Linked DNA regions of Sus scrofa: region 1 is linked to region 2. Evidence: chromatin contacts called from public Hi-C data. All regions are on one chromosome and are shown on one strand. Each heading gives the region's core, a stretch centred on a gene start, on an enhancer-like site or on the middle of the called end of the contact. The rest is flanking DNA. Distances are from core to core; before and after follow the strand shown. Region 1 holds the start of OSBPL11 (oxysterol-binding protein-related protein 11). Region 2 holds the start of FYTTD1 (UAP56-interacting factor).

Region 1 (5,243 bases), core at 949-3,448, 350 kb before region 2:
ACACATGGAGAGACCCTGAGGGCATTATGCTAAGTGACATCAGTCAGACAGAGAAAAGACAAATACTGCATGATCTTGAAAAAGAATGGATGTGTGTATATGTATAACTGAATAATTTTTTTGTACAGCAGAAATTATCACAGCATCGTAAATCAACTATACTTTAATAAAACTTCATAAAATGAAAAAAAATACTGTATGATCTCACTTATATGTGGAATCTAAAAAACAAAACAAAACTCATTAATACAGAGAATTACATGGGGGTAGCCATAGGGAAGGATGACTGAAATGAGTGAAAGTGATCAAAAAGTACAAACTTCCAGGTATAAAATAAACAAGTCCTGGAAACGTACAGTATGGCAACTATAGCTGATAATACTGTTATTATACAGCATTATTACTATTTGAACGTTGATAAGAGATTAGATCTTAAAAGTTCTCATCCCCCCAAAATTGTAACTATGTGTGGTGATAATGGTAACTAGATGTATTAAGGTGACCATTTCACAATACATACAAAATATCAAATCATTATGTTGTACACCTGAACCTAATACCTCATATATTTCTCAATTAAAAAAAAAAATTCTAGGAGTTCCCGTCGTGGCTCAGTGGTTAACGAATCTGACTAGGAACCATGAGGTTGCTGGTTCGATCCCTGCCCTTGCTCAGTGGGTTAAGGATCCAGCATTGCCTTGAGCTGTGGTGTAGGTTGCAGACGCGGCTCACTTCCCTCGTTGCTGTGGCTCTAGCATAGGCCAGTGGCTACAGCTCCGATTAGACCCCTAGCCTGGGAGCCTTCATATGCCGCAAGTGCGGCCCTAAAAAGCAAAAAAAACAAAAAAACAAAAAAAACCCCAAATCAAATTACAATATAGGAAAAAAGAGGAGTACAGCATCAAATCAGAGTCAAAATTAACTCCAAAGCTGTAGAGAAAGTCCAGAGAAACATTTCTGTGTTCTCCAAAGGGCCTTCAATAGATACCTGTTGAATGGACAAATGAATTAAATCTTGCTAATGAAAGATGAGACCCCAGATCCAAACGAGATGTATCTGTTACCTGCGGAAGTCAGTGGATAAGCTTTACCCTTCAACAACTGCAGGAACTCGGGGTCCAACACACCCCCACCCTCACCTTGGAGAAAGGGCCATACCTGTACTGCCAGCCTTTGGCACTGCCACCTCTGCTGCTGCCGCTGCTGCTGCTGCTGATTCCACCCCCACAGCTGCTGTTGCTGCTGTTCTTGTTGGGGGTCACCGCGGTGGCCAGGCCCTCCAGCCTTCCTTCGCTCTCTGAGACTTTCATTGTTGACAGTGGTTCACCTCCCTGCATCTTAACTTCAAAGTCCATTTGCCCCTCTCGGGCGGAGAGAACAACTCTGTATGGTAGTTTTGTAAGTGGTGAGATTTAAGATTTGATCTGAAGGTGATCCCAATTGCCAAATGAGACGGTGGCTGGAGTAGGAACCATCAAATAATCCAGGGAACGAATACAAGCATTCCTCGTGAAGGAAAACTTTTAAGAGGAGAGGAGTAGCGATGAGAATAGATGTCCTTTAAATAGATGTCTCCTTTCGGGCAAAAACAAGGAAGAAAAAAAAATCACCCTGCCCGAGGACTTGGTGGCATGCTCAAAGGAGAAGCAGAAGGAGCGTGGGGAGGTCGCGGACTCCAGCCAAGAGGGCTGGGAGGAGGACGGGCCACGGACCGGGACTCGCGGCCTGACCTCTGGGCTGACAGACTTGACCCGCCGCGCTCCCTCTTCTTCTCCAGCCGGTCCTCAGCGGGAAGGGCCCCGTCCACCCCTCTCGGCGGTTCCCGCCGCAGCCCCCAAGACTGAGCGGGAGCAGCCCGCGCGCAGCCGGGGAGGAGGGTTGGGGAGGGAGGCCGCCGGGGGCGGGACGCCGGCTCCCAGGGCTACCCTGCCTCCGGCAAAGGCGAGCCGCTCGGGGCGACTTCCTCCAGCACGCTCGGCCTCGGGCCCTCGACTCGGTTCTCAGGGGCGGACTAGTCCCTCACCCTCTCCCCAATCCAAATGTGAGAGCCACAACGGCGGCCGCCGCCCCACCCACAGTCCCACGGTAGGTCACCCACCCGCCTGCTCTCTCCCCGCCTTCCCTTCCGGAGTACCATGAGCTCACTTCCCTCAGAGCGGAAGCCCTGGGCGCCATCTTGGAGCAGGGCGCGCAGCCCTGAAGGGGGCGGAGCCTCGGGGATAGCGGGGCCTGGGCGGTGGACTCCAAAGGAAGGGCGGGGAGGGTGGCAGAGGGCGGAGGCAGGGGGACTGACGAAGAGGGAGAAGTAAAGGACTTAGCGCCCTAGTGGAGGGTGGCTTCCGGTCTTCCTAACCCGGTGCAGGCCTTCTGTTCCAGGGCCCATTCCAGCCATTTTAGGGAGAAAACTTAGAAAAATGTCATTTCTATAAGAAATTACAAAAACAGGGAGTTCCCCTCCTGGCGCAGCGGTAACAAACCCGGGTGGTATCCTCGAGGACATGGGTTTGATCCCTGGCTTCCATCAGTTGGTTGGGGACCTGGTGTTGCTGCGAGCTGTGGTGTAGGTCGCAGAGGCAGCTCAGATCCAGTGTGGTTGTGGTGTAGGCCCCCAACTGCAGCTCCAATTCAACCCCTAGACTGGAAACTGCCATGTGCTGCAGGTGTGGCCCTAAAAAGATTAAATAAATAAATAAAATTACAAAACCAAAAACCATCTATTCATTTTAATAATTTTACAAAAAAAAAAACCTGTGATATTGGCATAAGGCAAATCAGTGTTATAAATAAAAAAGCAACTGTTGGGAGTTCCTGTTGTGGCTCAGTGGGTTAAGAATCTGACATAATTTTAGTGAGGATGCAGTTCCATCCCTGGCATCTCTCAGTGGGTTAAGGATCTGGTGTTGCCGTGAGCTGTGGTGTGGGTCGCAGACGCGGCTCGGATCCCGAGTTGCTGTGGTGTAGGCCGGCGGCTACAGCTCCGATTAGACCCCTGGCCTGGGAACCTCCATATGCCGCGGGAGCGCCCAAGAAATGGCAAAAAGACCAAAAAAAAAAAAAAAAAAAAAAAAAAGTGAGATATGGAAATGCTATAAAATTTGGTTGTGACGATCATTGTATGCCTATAAATGTAATAAAATTCACTGAGTAAAAAAAGAAAAAGAAAATAAGTGAGATGGAGTGGAGAACTTACCTTAGAGAAAACAGTTGAGAGGAGTTACCTGACATGGCGCAGTGGAAATGAATTCAACTAGGAACCATGAGGTTGAGGGTTCGATCCCTCGCCTCAGGATCCTTCCTTGCCTTGAGCTGTGGTGTAGGTCCAAGATGGGCTCATATCCTGAATTGCTGTGGCTGTGGTGTAGGCTGGCAGCTGTAAGCTCTGATTCGACCCCTAGCCTGGGAACCTTCTTATGCTGTGGGTGTGGCCCTTAAAAGCAAAAAAAAAAACCAAAAAAAACAAACAAAAAAAAACAGTTGAGGAAAGTTATCTATGAGGAGATGATATTTATTTATTTATTTGTCTTTCTAGGGCCACTCCCTCGGCATATGGAGGTTCCCAGGCTAAGGGTCTAAACAGAGCTGTAGCCGCCGGCCTTTGCCACAGCCACAGCAACGCCAGATCCCAGCCGCCTCTGCGACCTACACCACAGCTCATGGCAAGGCCATATCCTTAACCCACTAAGCAAAGCCAGGGATCGAACCTGCAACCTCATGGTTCCTAGTCGGATTTGTTAACCACTGAGCCACGACGGGAACTCCGAGGAGATGATATTTAAAGTGAGAGATTAAAGAAAGGCGAGGAAGCTAAGGAAAAAGCTAGCTTTACTTATTTGGGGACAAGAGAGACGTGGGAGGAAATTCTCTTGTGGTGCAGCAGGTTAAGGATCTGGCATTGTCCCAACTGCGGTGCAGGTTCAATCACTGGCCCAGGAATTTCAGCATGCTGTGGGCGAGCCAAAAAAAAAAATAAAGAAAAAGGATAGAGACTAACCAGCATTGGTTATTGGGATGTGGAGAAATTGAAACCTTCATATACCACAGGTAGAAATCTGAAAGGTGGTATATCCATACAATGGAATATTATTTGGCTATAGAAGGAATGAAGTGCTAATATATGCTACAACAAAGATAGATTTCAAAAGCATTATGCTAAGCACAAGAATCAAGACACCAAAAGCCACATATTGTATGATTCCGTTTATAAAAAATGTCCAAGATAGGCAAACCTATAGAGGCGGAAAGCAGATTAGTGGTTGCCAGGTGCTGGGAGGAAGGAGGCATGGAAAGTGACTGCTAATGGCTATGAGGTTTTTTGAGGGGTCATGAAAATGTTTTAAAGTTAGATTAGTGATGGAGTTCCTCTGTGGCTCATCAAGGTTAAGAACCCAGTGTTGTCACTGTAGCAGCTCAAGGCACTGCTATGGCACGGGTTTGATCCCTGGCCCAGGAACATGCCATGGGCACAACCAAAAAAAAAAAATTTAAATAAAACAAAATTATTTTGGTGGTGATAGTTGCACAATCTTGTAAATATACTAAGACCTACTTAACTGTATGCTTCAAATGGATGAATTCATGGTAAGTGAATTTTATAAAAATAAAGGTAATTTTTAAAAAAGCCTCTAGGAGTTCCCATCGTGGCGCAGCAGAAATGAATCCAAATAGGAACCATGAGGTTGAGGGTTCGATCCCTAGCCTTGCTCAGTGGGTTAAGGATCCAGTGTTGCTGTGAGCTGTGGTGTAGGTCGCAGATGGGGCTCAGATCTGGCGTTGCTGTGGCTCTGGTGTAGGCCGGCGGCTGTAGCTTTGATTCAACCCCTAGCCTGGGAGCCTCTGTATGCCATGGGTGCAGCCCTAAAAAGCAAAAAAAAAAAAGTCTCTAGCTGCCACAGAAAGAATTGATTTTAGTGGGAGAAAAAAGAGGAAGCAGAGAGACTAGTCAGGAGACTATTATAGGACATGAAGAAGTGACAATGGCTTAGACTAGGGTGATGACAGTGTGGGTAGAGAGAAGTAAATTGATCTAAATAAACTGTATGGGGGTGGGAGTGGCTACAGCGCTGCAAATAGATTGGATCTGCAACAATCAGTAATATTCTCAAAGGCCTTTCCACTTGCAGTCAGTTCTACACATCACAGATCATAATCTGAATGCACCTCTTTGAAACTCAGAACCCTCCCAAAGATCTTTAATTATTTGTCAAAAAAATTCCAAACACTTCTATCCAAGGAAAAAAAAAGGT
Region 2 (5,220 bases), core at 647-3,146:
AGCACTATTATTATCATCACCTTTTTAGAGATGAGGCACTGAGAAGTAATTTGCCCAAGACTACTACGTTCCTACTAAGTGGCAGAGGCAGAATTTGAACTGAATGTGATTTTTTTTTCATCAGGAGTATATACCTCATAGGGTTATCATGGGACTTAGTCAACACATATAAAATGCTTATTCCACTGCCTGACAAGGAGTAAGGACTCAATAAAGATTTGTACCACACACACACACACACACATTTGTCTTTTGTTTTTTTTTTAGGGCTGCATGTACAGCATATGGAGGTTCCCAGGCTAGGGGTCAAATCGGAGCTGTAGCCGCCATCCTACACCACAGCTCGCCATCCTACACCACAGCTCACGGCAAGGCCGGATCCTTAACCCACTGAGCAGGAATCGAACCCGCGTCCTAGTGGATGCTAGTCGGGTTCGTTAACCACTGAGCCACGACGGGAACTTCTCGTATTATATTTTTTTCTTGACCTTAGTTCAATAGATTTCTCATTTCTTCGGAGGTCTTTAGGAATAGGCAAGACTTAAGGTCAAACCTATGATTTCTGATGATTTGCTTGATTTACACATTGGGTTCTAACTTGTGGCAATCATAGAAACCAAGAGTTCTTGACTTTTGACCAAGAACTATGCAGAAAAACCACAAAAGAAAAGAAAAGAAAAATACCGCCCTTGGAAAAGCCGGGTACTTTTCAAATATCCGACAAACCGACAAACTGGAGGCCACAGAAAGGGCAGGCAAAGCTAATACATCAAATCCATAACCTAAATTCCGACAAAAACGGAATTACTTTAAAACCAAGTAAGCAAACACAGAAGACCGATGCCTCAATAGTGTTAGGTCTAAATTTTTAATTGAATCGCCAGTCTTCCTACTTTTCACCTAATCACCACCAAACCACCCCACTTTTCTAGATTCTACGCTTTATCTGGTTTCCCCAACCCTGGTTTTCGTTTCGTTCTGCGCTAACGTGCTAACTTGGAGGCCTGGCTGGGGAGAATGCGCTCTTCTAGGCACTACCTAATACCCCACCTGAAGGCCTTCCTAACGATCGTTCCTTTCCGTCAAAGCGCCCGTCAGAAACGGCCAAATCTCGGGGCGTCTTTACGCTTCTATTTGGCGCCAGGCCGTAGGCCCGGGCGCAGAAAACGCCCAACCAGCCCATCGCTGGAAGCACGGATTTAACCGAATCAGCCGGGCTCTCGAGGAGCTTTCCTCAGAAAGGATGGCTCCGTCGGACCCCTGCCTTCGCCCCCCCGCTAATGCCCACAGTGCACAAGCCTGAGGTGAAACCTGCCGGTTTCCCTCACAAAGAGCCGGGGTCACCCGCGAGTGGTAGCGCCCCGCCGGGGCGAAGAGGGTCCGCCCCCCTCGACGTTCCCAAGCTCCGGGCCCGAAGCGCCCCCGCCCCCTTCAGACACATCTCCGCCGAAGGGACACTCCACCCCCAGGCCCTCAGGCCCGACCCCAACACCAGCGAACGCTCGCCGGGTTCCCCATCAGCCCTTCCTTGGTTCCGCCCACCCGCAAGAAAACTCGATCTACAACTGCGGCCGACCGCCCCTTCCCCCACCAACCGCGGTACTTGGATCCACCCACACCTCCTCCCGCTCCAACAAGGTCCGACTCGGCTCCTCACCCAAAGACATATCAATTTTGTCGAGGTTTTCATTGCTGCGGGCTTTCGGCGGCGGTGGCGGGGTCGCCGCGGCCCCCATTAACCGGGTACCAAACCGGTTCATGGTTAGAGACGTCGCGTAGGAGCAGTCAGCGGAGAAGGCCAGAGGCTGAGGCCTGTCACCTCCCACTCACGCACGCACGCAGACTAGCTGCACCGAGGGAGTGCGCACGCGTGCCGCCGGCGTCCTCCCCTCCCACCAGCGGCCGAGGGCTGGGGGAGGAACCACAGAGATGAGTGGCGGGCGAGAGCGGCCCCTTCCACGCGACTCGCGCCTAGCGGCTCTTGCTGGAGGGGAGGAAACCTTGCAGCCGCTGCGGTGGCCACTAGCCAGCCAGCTGTTTCGGCAGTTCGCCGTGCTACCCAAATTATGTTGGACCCTGAGCGCCTCAGAATCACATGCCTTAAATGAGATCATGTTCCTCTGTGCCCTTCGAGTCCTTCCTGCTACAGAAATGCCCTCTAAGCTTTGGTACACACGAATGTTCACAACCCACTGCAATGCAGCCTCGGAGGCAAAACAGACCCTGCGAGTGTGGGTGGCAGAACTGCGTTCTAGCTCCCCTCTCCCTGGCCAGCTCTTCTACCTGCAGCTTGTGGAGTCGCCACGTCTGGACACAAAGCAAAGACTGCACTGATAATTCTTGCGTCACCACACTAATAAAAGTAAATGCTAACGTTTCCCATATCTGTACCACTTCTCAGCTGGCACTCTCAAAACATTTTGCATGGTACTGGCTATCTTAATAAGACCTCACCTTCCTTTGGGAGAGGGGTAAGTACTTCTGTTTATTTGGCTGCGTTTTTCTCTAATTCATTTGCGTTGAGAATTGATAGGAAGATTCTTTTTTTTCCCCCTAATCATCTCTTTAGGAAAATTTCTTAATATTTGATGAATTCCTGCATAACAACTTTTTCCTCCTATTGACAAAACGTGATATTCCCTCTCTTTTTACCTCCTTCTCCTCTAAAGTAACCCTGCTTGTGTGGACGTATTTTGGTTATATCATCCTCAGAGGAGCTTAAATATCTAAGACATTTGCATCTTGGGAAAAAATCAGGGTCAAGTATTCTGGTCATTTAGGAATCTCTGCAACCTTCCCCCTCTCCACTTCCTAAAATTTCTTTTTGCATAGAAATGAACCAGTGACCTAAAGTATCTCAAACCCACAATAGGCTGTACTTATTTTTCGCCCAAGACTCAAATACACCATAAGAGAAGCGTGAATCAGCTGAAGGGGCACCTTTGAAGGGGTACAAGACACTTAAATGGGAGAGGAATGTTTGGACTCAAAAAGACCCAAGAACAATATTCAGCATGTCAAGGAGAGTAGCGTGTATGCTCTTAGCACAATGTGCTTGATTTTACTACTATTCCACTCTGTAGTTGCCACCCCTCTCCCTACTGTTAAAAACTAGGGAACTGGATTGTATAGATGTACAAGAGAGACCTTGGTTTTATTAAGTGGTACCTTTTTACTCAATTGAGCTATTCACCTTGTGAACTTGGGAGAGTGTCTGGGCCTCCTACTCATCTTCAAAGCAAGTAGTTAAACTAAATATATGTTATACTTAATTATTTCTAAGATTCCTTACAGATCTAAAATCTTTTAGGCAAAAGACATTTTTCTCCTTGCTGTCCTTCTCTCACTAGAAATAACTTCTGCAATCTCTACTTCTTTGTGGGAGCAAACTACAGGGAGGAATGTTGGGTTTTCTTAATTTTGTAAAAGGAAGAAAATTAATGCATTTAGAGTTTGGATACTATTTGTTCTATAGGCAGCTTAAAACAGGTAATAAGAATCCCAAATGGATAAAATCCTCCCCATATCAATTTATAAAGATTCCCTTTTATCCTGGTCATCTTCCCAAAACTGAAGCTCCATACCAAATCTCCTTAGCTCTAAAGGTTGTACTCCCCAGTGTTTCATGAAGCTATCCTAGCTGTTTTGTTTCAGACTTTCAGATTTCTCCAAGAGCTGAGGGTCTCAGGGTCTCAGAGCCATTGCCCAGATTCCCAAGGAAAAACCAGAAAAAAAGAGGTGTCATAGGTAAGGATGGGTCAGTCACACACAAAACAATACAAAACAAAACGGCAACGTGAGACACACAGCAGTGTGAAGTGAAGAGGGAGACAAGCCAAGAAATCAGACCTGGGGCTTGTCCAAAAAGTTGACCAGCCAGCTACAGGGCTGGAGTTAAAAGGTCAACCCTGCAATTTTCTGGGGCATGAGAGGCAGCTATTCATTTAATCATATATTCATTGAGCGCCAGGCATTGTAATAGGCCCTGGGGATAAAATAGGAAGCAAGAAGAATTCTATCCATATCTTCACATAACTTGCAAAGCAAAAAACATTTTCTGAGCACATATTGTAAATAAAGCACTGTGCTGGATGCTTGAGCATATGGCTTTTGTCTTCAGTTCAGCAGCTTCATCTAAATCAAAATGAACATAGAATTCAAGGAGTTCCCGTCGTGGCTCAGTGGTTAACGAATCCGACTAGGAACCATGAGGTTGTGGGTTCGGTTCCTGGCCTTGCTCAGTGGGTTAACGATCCAGCGTTGCCGTGAGCTGTGGTGTAGGTTGCAGATGTGGTTCGGATCCCTCGTTGCTGTGGCTCTGGCGTAGGCCCGTGGCTATAGCTCTGATTAGACCCCTAGCCTGGGAACCTCCATATGCTGCGGGAGCAGCCCAAGAAATAGCAAAAAGACAGAAAAAAAAAAAAAGTATTCAAGCAGGCTTGATTTCATACTTTGTAGATAAGAACATCTAGAATGGCCAGATAAAATACAAGTCCCGTTAAATTTGAGTTTCAAATAAACAATGAACAATAAACAATGTTTAATATAAGTTTGTCCCAGGTTTCAGATAAACAGCAGGGTTTTTTTTTTTAACAGAATATTTCGTGTAATATTTAGGATATATATATGTATTAATATATATGTATTTTTCTTTTTAGGGCTCCACCCATGGCGTATTGAAGTTCCCAGGCTAGTGGTGGAATTGGAGCTGCAGCTGATGGCCTATGCCACAGCCACAGCAATGCCAGATTGGAGCTGCATCTGTGACCTATGCCACAGCTCATGGCAACTCAGTATCCTTAACCCATTGAGTGAGGTCAGAGGTCAAACTCCTTATGGATACTTGTCCAGTGGGTTACCAATGAGCCACAACAGGAACTCTTGGATATATTTATACTAAGCAATTATCTGTTGTTCATCGGAAATTAAATTTTAACTGGGAGTCTTATGTTTTTAGTTGCTAAATCTGGCAACCTTAACAGCATCATACTTTTCTATTAACACATTCTGGCTCTGTTTTCACAATGTGCATAGAGATCTATACTCTTTTCAAAGGTAAGCACGACTCATATATTTCACCCCTTTTTTTAATTAGTTTGATGTATCTATTTTTTTTTTTAGGTGACACCCACAGAATGTGGAAGTTCCCGGGCCAGGGATGAACCCAAGCCACAGCAGTGACAATGCCAGATCCTTAACCTCCTGAGACACGAGGGCATT

The links. A called contact is a pair of places that touch in the nucleus more often than the background predicts.
Region 1: a Hi-C map of liver shows a contact between it and region 2, with 3 times the contacts expected there. The contact joins the promoter of OSBPL11 here to the promoter of FYTTD1 in region 2. A contact is called at or near these places in 1 of 47 Hi-C or Micro-C datasets (liver) and 1 of 2 datasets of contacts at active chromatin or transcription factors (alveolar macrophages).

What each region holds. Positions count from the first base shown.
Region 1 is chr13:134,715,306-134,720,548 of Sscrofa11.1, reverse strand. It overlaps OSBPL11 (oxysterol-binding protein-related protein 11), which reads right to left and starts at 2,198. Exons shown (of 13, transcript XM_021070201.1): 1 at 1,159-2,198. The coding sequence starts at 1,355.
Region 2 is chr13:134,360,322-134,365,541 of Sscrofa11.1, reverse strand. FYTTD1 (UAP56-interacting factor) reads right to left here and starts at 1,896. Exons shown (of 9, transcript XM_003358772.4): 1 at 1,658-1,896. The coding sequence starts at 1,760. It also overlaps a transcript of RUBCN not described here.